Regions from separate parts of the Anas platyrhynchos genome. Here region 2 is linked to region 1. The links are chromatin contacts, called in public Hi-C maps. All regions are on one chromosome and are shown on one strand. The core of a region is the stretch at or near the end of the contact, and the rest is flanking DNA. Distances in the headings are between cores, read along the strand shown.

Region 1 (6,461 bases), core at 3,113-5,612:
CATGTACGAAAGCTAGTTTCTGGTCTCTTTTCTCATTAGTGGGCATCTTCTGACTTGCATTGAGTTTTCCAAAATAAGCCAGATGTCTTTTTTTTTTCTTTTTTTTTTCTTTGGCTGAACTTGCTCTAACACTACCATAAAATCACAAGGAGTTTCACTTGAAAAGTGGAGTCAAAGCCAGTAGGGAACCCTGTGCTATTTGCATTAATTATAATAGATTAAAAGGTAATGAGCAGATTAAAAACAGATTTGCCACACTGTGAAGCATTCAAATAAAGGTAAAGACAATCTAAAGCTGATGAGGATATTTTTGAAAACTGCACTGAGACAGTTACATATATATATATAAATTCCTCTTGATTAGGCACGATGACCAGCGTGTGTGTGCTAACTGGAAGGAAGACAACACTGTACCTTTCAGAGTCTCCTGCAAAGTCTGTGCAAAGGTTGCTAGTTTGTGGCTGTCATGGTTCTTCCCTGTGTTCTCCCCTGCTGTGGATGCCAAGGCCAGGTGAAGGTTAACCAGTGTCAGATCATTCATCCCAAACTGCGGGAGCAAGGAGGGAAATCAATACAGGGCAAGAAAGGTCACCAAGCAATTCACCTATTCCACATACTTCCAGCACTAAATCCTGGTGACTAGGACCCACTTCGCTCCACATACAGTGTATTTTGTTTTGTCTTGGTGTTTTGGGAAGACAGGGAACACATTTTGCACCTCTTCTTGCAACAGCCTAATACCCTTACAGTTCTGGGGAAACTGATTTTCATAAGCACACAGCTTCTTTCCACAGCAGTTGCAGTGAGAATCTGACTGCAAAACCACTAATAAGCTACAAATAATGTTGTCATTGTTACATGGACTAATTACTACTCTCCTACGATTGGCCTTGGCCTGTCACAGAGATCAGCCATGAAATGTAATGCACCTTGAAATGGGCGGTTGGCTCCCTGCAATCTTCTTACTTTCTGGGACTCACTTCATTGCATGGCACAAGTAATACTTACTCCTAATTTAACTTGTCTATATTTATTAGAAACTTCTCTGAAAGCATTACCAGAGATGTCAAATTCACCAAACTGGAACTCTCCACCACAGCCTGTATGGAGAAAGGGGTTGTACATTCACTCAAGCATATGCAGAACAGCTTGGAAAGAGTCAGTTTCCAAAATGCTTTCTTGTACATGGGTGCAGCCTAGTGAAGAAGCCTTAAAATGGAAACTCTACGCTATGTCAGTGATGTAAGAGATCAGCCCCGAGCCTCTCAGGAGCACAAAACCTTCTGTAAACATCCATTCTGCCTACACTCACCCCATCTCCACCCCTGATATATGGCACTGACCAGAACCACGGAGCTGTGATTGCCTGCTGCTGGATACTCACTCACCTCTCCAAAAGCCAGGGAAGGTGACAGGTGACTGCTGTCACTCTATCAGACTGCAGACACTACTGAAGATCCACCCCCCACACACACATACCTAAATGCTCCCTTGCAGCATGGCTCTCTCCCACAGTAGCAGGGGGAAGGAATGATCCTGGTGATCCACCTTACCTATCAAGGCCCACTAAGCACTTTATTTTAATCAAGCCATGACAGAGTGTTGATCTGATGAAATGGATTAGTCTTGTGCAAGTTTTTATCTATTAGTAGACTGTGCCTCTTTCCAACTTCTTGTCCTTTTTTTTTTTTTTTTTAAATAAAAGCTCATCTCTGCAAGGGTCTGTTGGCACAAATGAGTTACCTTGAAACGTGCAAGATACGGGTGAGGATACAAATGCTTCCCATTGCCATTAGTCTGTACATTCTCCTGAGAAGAGGCATCTTTCAGCTCAATGCCAGCTGTCGTATCCCAGAGGAACCCAGAGTATTCAACTCCCTGCAATTAAAACAAGAGAACAGGAAAAAAAAAAAAAAAGATGGTAAAAACAAAATGTTCTGCCCAAATGCAGTCTCCTAGATGAAACTTTCACCCAAATGTCTCAGTACTTCAGTGTCACTGTTGGTACTGGAGTGGTGTACATCACTCCCAAAATACGCAGAGGTGGGAAAAAGTTTCTATCCTGGCCTGGCACCTGCTGAGGGTAGGAAGTCTACCTTGCTGTGCACAGGTGTAAGGGAGAAACAGCACCCTAGATTACCCGTAGGAGATAACAAGAACTGGCGGAAAAGCTCCTGTGTTTTGCCCTGGCCAAAACCCCCAGGAGGTGTGGGAGGAACAGGCAGCCCCAATGGCTTCACTGAAAGCCGAGCACACCGAGTTGAAATGCACATTGCTTTGCCACTTGCACTTGCATGCTGGCTATCAGACACCCAGGCAACCTGAGCACTGCGTGCCCCAGCCAACAATTTAATAAGCTGCTTTATCTTATACAGGTAGAGTGCATTCAGGACTGCTGCAGCAGCAAGAGATAAAGGTGCAGCCTCCTGTGTGCATGTATGGACTGATACATGTCCTTCATTTCCTGCTGTTTCTGGCAAGGAATCTGATTCTTCTCAGTGTGGTCAATAATAAGATAGCTTGTTGCCCATCAGAAAATAAGGATATTTTTTTTGCCTAACCCTGAGCAGGAGCCTATGTCTCCAGCATCCCATCTCTGCCAGTGGCAGACATTTACAAGCAGAGCATAAGGGAAGCTGGGGTGTGCAGAGGCTGGTGTTTGCCCTGACAGGCTCTTCCCAGCACTGGCACACTGCTGCAAGCCATCTTTTCCCGTTCCTTCTCTCCACACCATATGCGATCTTGCAGACTTCTGTCGTGCACGAGCTAAAAATATCCAGGCTCGTTCAGCCTCTTGGCACGACATCTGGTCTAGACCTCTCAGCCCTGTCAATCTTCTCTCTCTCTTTTGTAGCTCAAGTGCTTCATGTTCAGTTCTCCACTCCTTTCATCCCGGTGTCTATCATCCTTCATGCTTTTTTAGACTACTTGGGACCGTGGCATTCCCAGCTGCACTCATTACACCAGCAGCAGTATCTAATTCAAAGCCTGTCAAGCCTCCCCTCTCATCGCACAGACAGGATTTGCCTTGGTATCATTCAAACCTGTTTCTCTTAGTGAATCATAGTTAAATTCATCTCAAGGAAACGTCTTCCATTTCAGTTGCAAAAAAACAAGTATTATATGCTCTGCTGTCTTCCACTGAGCCTTGAAAGAAAGTATTAAGGTTGGCTAAAATCCTTCTGTAGCCCATTTGGCCAGTTTTAGACTTGAAACTGGTGGAATAATTTTGTCAGTATTTTAATGTCTGAAAACCAAGTAGGCTACAAGAAAAGATGTAGAAGAATAAAACAGATGTCAGCAGCCCCCCTCTATTCCCTAGCTCCAGATTTTCCATCAACCCAGTGGCCAATATCAGTGTTTGGTAGAAGGCCAAATGACTGGGATGAGTGGGAGCACAAACCTATGCACCAACCACTATTTTGCCTTATTTAGCCCTGCAGAGTGTCTTGAGATCGCTCTGTGCCAAAGATGCTATACATTCGGAGTACCACTGCATTATTTCATTGCATTGTGTTTGTGTGCACAATGTTCAAACCTAACGAACCCATCAACTAACCTAAGGGGTAGAAAAGGCTTTTTGGCTTAGTGTAGGGTGCTGTAGCATAGCCAGACTTCCCTTCTGTAAAAGCACCTAAAAGGGAGAGTCAGTAAGTAACATTTTTATTCTTAGTTTGGCCACAGATTTCTCCCATAATCTGGGGAGTCCTTCATCCTTACATCCCTATCTGGATGAAATTGCTGATTTTCAATAGAGTCCAAGGCATATTTCAAAGATACTTGTATGGCACTTTAGGGAATGTGCACGATAAGCTCCTCTGCCAGACGAGGACGGCATGCTGAGCAGCTCCTCTGTAGGGTCTTCGTTTGTAAACTAGGAAAACTGGAAGCTCTTCCAAATTCCAGCCAGTGCTGTATAACAGAGCAAGCTCAGCTGACCAGCAGAAAAAAATCAGAAGTACTGCAGCATGTAAGGGGCAAAACAATGGGCTCCTTCCTTGTCCTACAGTGTAGCCTTTTTTCTGTATTTCTGTACTGTTTTTATCTGTCATACCTCCCCTAAACACATGGACACCTTCCTCCTTAAAAGTATGCCACGGACGGGGGAGAACAACTCTTCCAAATAATCAATAGCACAGTCAAACCGAATGCCATTTGAAGAGTCAGCTTTAAAAAAAAAAAAAAGCTGCAAACCTTGCCAGAAGGATTTGCAAAATGTTTTGCCTTAAACAGATTAAGAATATGTCCTTGGTTAAAGGCAAAAAAAATTGAAGCAAAAGTTCAAACGTAGGGATTAATGTACCTTATGTAGCTGGCCTGAGGGTTTTTCGGAAACAACACCCTTCCAACATCCTCTAGGGCCCTTCCACTTGCGGATGTTTGGCAGCGTTGGCTGGTTCAGCTCCATACAAAACTAGAGAGAGAGAGAGAGAGAAAAAAAAAAAAAAAGATAAGCTTCCTAGGGCTTTAAAAAAACCTGCAAAAAGCACGCAAAGAGGCATTGATAAGATATGCTGTGAAACACAGGCTATCGTCTCTACTGAAATGTTAAATGAAAGCCCACCTACAAATCTGAGGTCAAGGAAGCTGCACCAGTTTATGCTAGCTACAAAATTTAAGCTCAAATTTTTCAGCAGCACAATAGCCTAGGCCAGCCCTGGAAGGGGAAGCCGGCTAACCCAGAAAGCACAAAAGCACACTGAGCAGACATGAGGAACACAAAACCTCTGCCCCCCGAAAGTTTGCGCAGGAGGTGGTCTGGGACCTGTCCCAGGGTCTCGTCACTATTTGGAGATTGGGTTAAAATGGCACAAACATGGCAAGCAGAACATATTCTAAAAGTGCCTAAGTCTCTCCCTTAGGCTCTTTTCCCACAAAGTGCCGCTGGGAGAGCAGCAGGGGGGCTGTCAGGGGCAGGAAGCCCCTATGTAGGAGGGCTGGCTGCTCTCCCCTCGGCCGTGGGGAAGAAGCCGAAGGAAGGGTGGAGGATAGACCCAACAGCCAGTACTCAGCTGACAAACTGATTTTGAGGGGTTACGGTTCAAAAGCTGTTTGTAAAGAAGCAATGAGTCGGTGTGGTGAAGTCGAGGAAGCTGAGAGCTCAGGCTAAGAAACCTCAAACAAGCCAATGTGCCCGAGGGCACGTTGCGGGTACTGCAAGGGGTGATAAATCAGAGGAAGGAGAACCTCAGTGCTACAGGGCGCATTTCAACATCTGCATTTCAATGGGCAAGTAATAAACTACCAGCATAAAACACATAGCAGACACAAACCCTGTAAACTACTGCAGGAGCTGTGCGTAACATTTCCAGCCTTTCCAGAGATGCTGGCAATAGAAATGCTGCTGCTTCACGTGGCATTTTGCAGCCATGCATATACAATATACATGCTGTAATACCACCATATGCACCATATGCAGCTGTATTGTGGTATGACAGATGCTTTATGGATGCCTGAGACTCCCTGTGCAGGAAGGGCTTGGCTGCACATTTTCACACATAGCAGATCTTTCTGGGGCTCCCCAGAGATGCTGGTTGTCCTGGACATTGCTGTACAGCCACAGAACTTGGACACATTCACACTGCCAGGCATATGGTCAGAGCTATAAAGACTGTGCAGTAACATCCAACAGATCAAGGGTACTGGGACTGTGGACACCCTGGAAAAGACCCCACATCCACTTGGATAATAACAATTTAACAAATTTGGAGATAACAATTTCCAAAAATTTGGAAATAACAATTTAACAACAACAACAAAAAAGACTATGCCTTGGAAAACCTGGATCCCCTTTATGCAGATGCTATGAAATACTTTTTGCCAGGGGGTTCAGAATAAAGCTTAATAGGAGGAGTTTGAGCCCTCTGCAAAGCTACTGTCAGGTCAAGACAGACCCCAGCTGGATGCTGGCAGGGACACCAGGCATCAGCACACCCTGGCTGTGTAGAAGTGCATGCACACAGCAGCTGTGGCTTCGGGGAAAGAAGCTATTAAAAAGTAATCACTGTGAAACAGTAAGAGACTTTCAATGTGCATTTTCTTTCTTTCTTTTTTTTTTTTTCTTTAATTTATCTGACACTGGAAGAGCTGCACTGAAACAGAGGTTTTCGCAGTGAAAAAACATCTTCAGACAAAAGCTTGTAACCCAAATGTCAGCCCAACAGAAATAGCGATTTAACAAAGAAGGATTTCAAGGAACACAATAACCTCAGTGATGGTTCTCTGTGGTGGGTCATGCTTCTGGCCAAACACAGTTTGAACAGTTGTGGTGCAAATCTGCATGGATATAAACGTTTCTGATGTGGGTATCAGCAAAGGATGGGACAGCTGTTCTCCTTACTGGAACGGGGAATGGCTACCCCCTTTCCAACTTACCACTTGTTCTTATTCACATGTCTATTTCATCTTTTGTTTCAAAAAGAAAAATCAAAACCTGCTCTTTTACTAACTGCCTTGTCTGT
Region 2 (6,355 bases), core at 778-3,277, 200 kb after region 1:
TTTCTGCAGAGGCTGACCTTGAAAAAGTGATCTTCTTCCTAGCGGGAAGCAGAAAATTGTCCTCAGAAGTGCTTCTGAAAATCAAGCCTTTCCTTCTGGAGAAAAGCATGCAGTTTGCATTTGCTGACTCTCTTCATGTGTTGCCAACAAGTGAGGGATGGCCCTAGCCTGACTTTTCCTTCCTCATTATACTCGGTGCATGTTTGCTTCCCTCGTGGGCTGTGTTTTGAATGTGTTTGTTTAGTTTCTCACTGTTTGCCATACTAACTTCTTTATTCTTTTCCTCGGGAGCTTGCTGCATATTTTATTTCTGTCCTGAATCTGCACACTGCTTTGCTTTGGTTGGCTGGGTCTAGTATGCTGATTGTATGAGGATGTCATTTTAACCTCTTGAGGGTTACTGCGCTGTTGAAGAGAGAGGAATTCCAAAAACTAAAACTTTAAAATAACGCCCTACTGACAGCAAAAGGAAAATAAAGAGCCAAAAAAAAAATATATGCATAAGAAAAATTAATAAAACGGGCATGGGATAAAAAAAAAAAACACAAATGCATAATTTCTTCACACAGACGTAATCCAGATGTTATTCAATAAATGAATCACATTTAAATATAAAAGAATCATATTTGTTGCGTTGTATAATCACTTCTTTTTTTGAGTAAGAAAAAAATATGAATAATCCAGTTTTAGTAATTCCCCCCCATTCACAAGAATCCAATTTTTTCTTAGCATGGTTGAAGGCCATTGTGGAATATGATCCTGTTACCTCTGGTAAAAGTCTGTGAGGTCTATCAGCAGCTTTTGACACAAATGAATTTAGGATATTGCTGCTTTTCCACAGAAGCTCTCAGGGATCAGTGGGGTCATTCTGAAGATGAAAACTATCTGCACTCCCTGCAGAAACATCGGAGAGGGCCACAGTGGTTATCCGACTTGCTCCACGTCCCCTCATGGAAAGCCAGTTGTCAATACTGGTGTTGGTGGGATGTCACTTGATGAGATACCTCAGACCTCAGAGGTGAACAGCTACATGCGCCTGATGATTTGTACTGAACAGCACACTCACCAGGCTATAGCCAAGCCTGGGAAGAGCGAATGTCAGAAGGAGAGAAAAAGCTAACTCAAAATAAGTTTGAAGAAAGGATGAGTAGCGCTGACAGATGGTACAGCCCGTTTAGGAAATCACGACTTTCCCCTCCTTCCATCAGTTGCTAAGGAGAGATTATGGATGAGAGACTACCATGGGTATCAGCATTCAGGGCGTGCTTCATGCTGACCACTGCTCGGACACCCTTAAAGCCATCTGACACAACTCCCATCTTACCAACCTCCTTCCTGGGACCGTGGCATCCATCCCCGCAGCTCTTTATTTCCAGGTGGAAGATAGGGATGCTCTACGTTTTAAACTGGCCAGAAAGCTGCTCAGAAGTGTTACCCGGTCCCCCGTGCAGCCGTGCATCTCTGGAGCTGCAAAGGCAAATGGGACCGCATCGGAATATTTCCCCACAGCTTAGTGACTCCACATGCTGTAGCTGCTCTCAGCCAGAACAATGATCTTTCTCTGTGCAGCCTTCCACGGGACAGGCTGCAGCCCCATTAAGGACTGCATTTCCCTCCCTGCCACTCCAAGGGTACTTGCTGAGAGGAGATGAAGTAATGGTCACGACTGAAATGAAACTCAGATGAGTGGAGGAGAATGCGTGTGAAGAACATGCATTTGTGACAGAAATTCATCTGGCAAAGAAATAAAAAGAAAAAATAGCAGAAGATCACTGCTTGATTTAAAAAAAAAAAAAAAAAGATGCAAAATGCATATTGTTTACTCGAGCCTTCCTTCAACAGAAGCAGTGACATACTGCCTGCTAAACTATCACCCTCATCCCCCACTTTAACTATATTATATCCGCTAATTCCTCTAAGGAGAAGAGCTGTGGTAGGTGCATGACAGCCATCCAGTCCTCAGAACTGTTGGAAGCCATATTTTCAGCAGGCTCCTCTCAAATCACATACAGCATACTGCAAAGGGGTTACAGGGTGGCCCCAGCCTCTCTCCTCTCCTGTCTGGGATATAACTGGCCCTTGTTTTAGTGAAGCAATGCAGAAAACTCTGTCTTTTATTTGTTGGCCATGCACAACAATGACAGTTATGACAGGAAGGCGTATGAATTAGTGATGAGCTTACTAATGAAATCTCTACGTAAGAACTGAGACCTGCCAGGTGCATAGGATGCAGCCCCTCACCATTGCAGAGAAGGTGGATGCAGTTACATGCTGCAAACCAGTATTTCATGAAAGGCCTTCAAGGAAGCTCAAAATGACCAGGCTTCAAATTTTTTTTGCAGCAAAAAGCATAAAAGAGAACCCGAGTCACCTTTAATGTTACTGGGAGAACCCCTTTGGCTGGGGTGGAGGTATGGTTTAGGTGACTGGCAGCAAAACGTGCTGCAGATTAAATGCAGGAGGCTATAACACCCGAGATGGAAGGCACAGAAAAAACAGAAGGCTGGGAGAGCTGACAAGGAAGACAGGACCAGTGGTGGTAGCTAGGGAATATACATAGATGTTATGTCTGGAGAGGAAGATAATGCAAAGCAAAGCCTGTAAAAGTGACTGATACAGTTTTAAGGCCACTAGGGAGAGGGAGCAGAGCTGAATGAATGCAGCTGTCATGGTAGGCATGCTTTTGGGTTAGAGCACAGCAATGAGGCTGCGGACAAACATCACTCAGGCTTGTTTCCCAGGACTTCCTCAAGACACACTGCCTCCTCTACTCCCCATAACACAGACTTTCCTTCCTAACACTCCTTTCCTTTTTTTTTTTTTTTTTGGCTTGACTCTGACTTGACAGTAGTGATCTGACTTTCAGGCTGGCACTATATGGCCTTGGTCTTTCCCTTGGGTTTTGCTGCATGGTCTGTAACTTTCGCAGCCAGGCTGCAAGCTCCATAGCGTGCTCGCTGCTCCACCTGAATTTTTATACCTAGCTCTCTGTACTGTGCTGTGCAGACCAACCATTATAGCATGAAGTATAAAGCCCAGAGCATTATAGCACCTACACAGTATCGAAAGCACACCAAGGGTGTTGCACATATAATAACCTACTCAGCTGTAAAAAAGAGTCGCATACATCTATTACAAAAGGGTGTGATGTATAACTTGTATGTAAAGAACAACTCTTGCAACAGGGTTGAAATGCCAGCATAGCAGTCTTCTGGGAAAACGTAGTGATAAAAGAAAGTTTATTTTAATGTTCGGAGGATCTCCTGTGCAACAAGAACACTGTGTTGTGAGCATGCAGAGGAGAGCGGTGCCACCAAAAGAATACAATGACCCAGATGCACTCGAGCTCTGGTCAAATTCAGATGCAGTCAAGAATTTTAAACATCAAACTACACTTTTTTTCTTTTTCTTTTTTTTTTTTTTTCCCTAAAACATTTGTTAGCACACAGAAAGCCTCTTCACTTGGTGAGAAGCTGTGACGTATTTCTAAAGCAAGAAATATCACAGGCAGAGCTGTCACCAGTGAAAAATAATTTGGACCCGAGTGAAAGAAATGGTAAAAAAGATGTAATAGGAAGCCATTATAGGGCACTGGGGGAGGATGAGAAAGCAGGACAGGAAATGTTTATGCAGATAAAGGAAGCCTGCAAAACAACTACAACAGGGATCATAGGAATTTCAATCTGCCTGTCACTGAGTGGAATCGTAATTAGGAAATATCAAATAAGTGTGAAAAGCTGAAGACTTAACATAGCCCTGAATCACCTTTAGGCTGAATGTACAGCTATAGCTAGAAAAGTAACTGCCCCATAAAGCTCACAGCCTGGAGGTCCTTTCTTTTCCCTCTGACTCCAAAGCAGTGCGGGTCCGACAGCATCAGTTCACTGACCTTCTGGGTTACGCTACCGCCTCTGTTTTCTCAGGCTTTCTGCAGATGGCTGGGGGCCGGTATATTCACAGAGGATGTGGTTCATTTAACTTGTGGGGATTGACTCTTGTCATGTTTGTGGGGTGAATGAACTATAAGTTGTTGGGCAGATGACTCGGTGAGGAATGAGACAGTTGAATCTTCATCCTTCTGGATGGAGAAGTGGGTATGGCTTTTCTACCTCCTGAGTTATCATTAAAGTTGGAATATATGATAGGTTATAACCATCATTCTGGAAACTACAGCATACACTAAAAAAAGTTTAGTTCTATTTGCAGTTAAGAAAAAAATTAGTTGCACCATGTTGGCTTTTCTGAAGTGGAAACTCTCCACTGCAAAAGTGCATTAAAGGACACGAGGCTTTGGCAAAATTTTTATGTGATTCAGTCATAAGCACGTATAGCTAAGTGAAAATTACTAGATGTTACTCATGTGATGTTAAAGCACTAGGTCTTGGCACTATTGGTTTTCTGCCCATCCCTAGCTTTTGCTTCCCTTCTGCTCAGGCTGTGTGTATCCTCTGCAGGGCTGCAGGCCTGCCTGTTTCCACCTGGTCCAACCCTTTGCCACTCACAAGTCCTTAATGCTTGCCTCATCCAAAAAAAAAATGTGTTCTACCACTGGGCTGGCATAAATCAGGCAGAAGTCTCCTCTGATGCTGGACTTGAACAGACTCAAGGAACACCATCCCATACTTAGGTCTCCTGCCAGGAAATAAGAAGAGTTGCAAGAGTAACCACCAAATATTTATGGGCAGTAGTTCAAAGCATGCTCTTCTGAGAAGCTGAAGCTGTAAAATTCACTGTGCTAGACTTCATTTTTACAAAGACGCATCTGAACAAGCATCTGGTATGTTCCGATTCACAGCACGCGTCTGCTAGTGCATCATTCTGCACAGCAGTAATGGCTTTAAGATTCGTCCTGACTATGGTCAATATTCCTACTATCATGCAGAATTTTCCTTGGCATCTGCTAAAATGGGTAACACATTTTTATAGTCTTTTATCTTTCCTGGTCTCCGTTTGTCCTGGGGAAAGATTATCTCGTCTGATATTTCTCAAGACATAATTGTTGTGTCTGAAATCATGCTTGTTTGTGTAATAGGGATTGCACTCGAGAGCCTTGCAGGGTATTACAATGAGCACTGATTTTACAAACAGGCTGGAATTCAATAAGGTTTTGATGAAACAGTGGGAGAAGAGTGCAGATAGTAAATCCGCTTCCCTCTGGTTGCGTGTATACACTGGGTTCCAAAAGCTCTGCAGAAAGGTTTTCAGGAACAAACTTTCTCCTAGGAAACTCTCATTAGCAGTCAGCAGAAATGCCTGCTTTATTTTAATGAGGCCTTTCAGCAGTATCACACAAGTTTTCATAACCTCAAAGCTCATCTTTAAATAGCTGTGACAATCAAGTCAATTATGCTCCCATGGACCAGTTTTTAGTTATCTTTGGTTGGCTTCCACTAAAAACATGTTTGTGTCCCTTTGCTGTCAGCTGAAACTTTTTTTTTTTTTTTTGAATTCAGTATTATTTATCTCACTAATTACCCTTTAACTTGTTTTTGCTTATTTTTACAAATTTCCTTTTTTCCTCCTACTAGATTATTTATTTTTTTTTTAGGCTTACTACTTTTTGTTCTACTGACCTTTTGATCCCTGAGCCTATGAGGCTCTGGCATATTTTTCCTATTTAAAATACAAAAGGAGGCATTTCAGTTTCCTTTTCCCAAATATTTTCTGCCAGCAATTCTCTTTTGTATGATTGCTTAATTTGATTTCCCCAACTCATAGAAATTTATGTTAAAATGGGAGTAGAAGAGATTCTTTTGGCAGCCTGCCTGCTGAACTCTAGAAATGCCACTTCACATAGTCCGTGCTTTGGATGGTTGAATGACTTCCAGGGGATATTGCTGGGAAGACAAACCTGATGACTGAAGCCTTTTAATCTGAGGAGAGGGGAAGCCATCACAAATTGCTTCATCCTAACCATCACGTCTGCTTTATTCAGAGTGCTTCGTCTTGGCAAAGCAATTCTTTCCCTTTGCCACTTAATTTGCTGGTAACTGTGATAACTCAGCTAGAAGGTACTAACGGTGCCGGTGGATTTTGGGATTCTGACACGCAGACTACTAAACATAGTAAGCTATGCCATACAGACAACTAGACAGTTATTAGATAGTAATAACTTTAAACCTGTGCTTACCGGGAACTCCTTTAAGACGGGAATCTGGCAGCAAAAGGATGACCCTGCTGTCACTTCGCGATCATGTCCCAGACAAGATGATCCTAATTACGCATCTGAGAAGTCCTGAAAGCATTTTAGTCTTTCCAAGGGGAAAACAAGCTGCAGGTTTACACTCAATCTTTGTATGGAAAATGTTAAAATTCACAGCAGATTTCCAGGCGTCTGCTTCCCAACTGTTTTTAA

What was found. A called contact is a pair of places that touch in the nucleus more often than the background predicts.
Region 2: a contact with region 1 is called in a Hi-C map of skeletal muscle, with 1.8 times the contacts expected there. The contact joins two enhancer-like sites. A contact is called at or near these places in 2 of 8 Hi-C or Micro-C datasets (skeletal muscle and subcutaneous adipose tissue).

Annotation. Positions count from the first base shown.
Region 1 is chr2:97,011,254-97,017,714 of IASCAAS_PekinDuck_T2T, forward strand. It overlaps EEPD1 (endonuclease/exonuclease/phosphatase family domain containing 1), which reads right to left. Exons shown (of 7, transcript XM_038174923.2): 3 at 4,304-4,414; 4 at 1,744-1,878; 5 at 415-547. Among named protein-coding and RNA genes, the nearest start is that of MATCAP2, 43 kb to the left of the region's middle. Within about 2 kb of position 4,363, at least 1 of the 8 cell types and tissues checked has an H3K27ac peak or open chromatin away from gene starts, as enhancers often do.
Region 2 is chr2:97,215,169-97,221,523 of IASCAAS_PekinDuck_T2T, forward strand. LOC106015329 (a long non-coding RNA gene) reads right to left here. Exons shown (of 5, transcript XR_011806822.1): 2 at 1,329-1,467. Among named protein-coding and RNA genes, the nearest start is that of HERPUD2, 14 kb to the right of the region's middle. Within about 2 kb of position 2,028, at least 1 of the 8 cell types and tissues checked has an H3K27ac peak or open chromatin away from gene starts, as enhancers often do.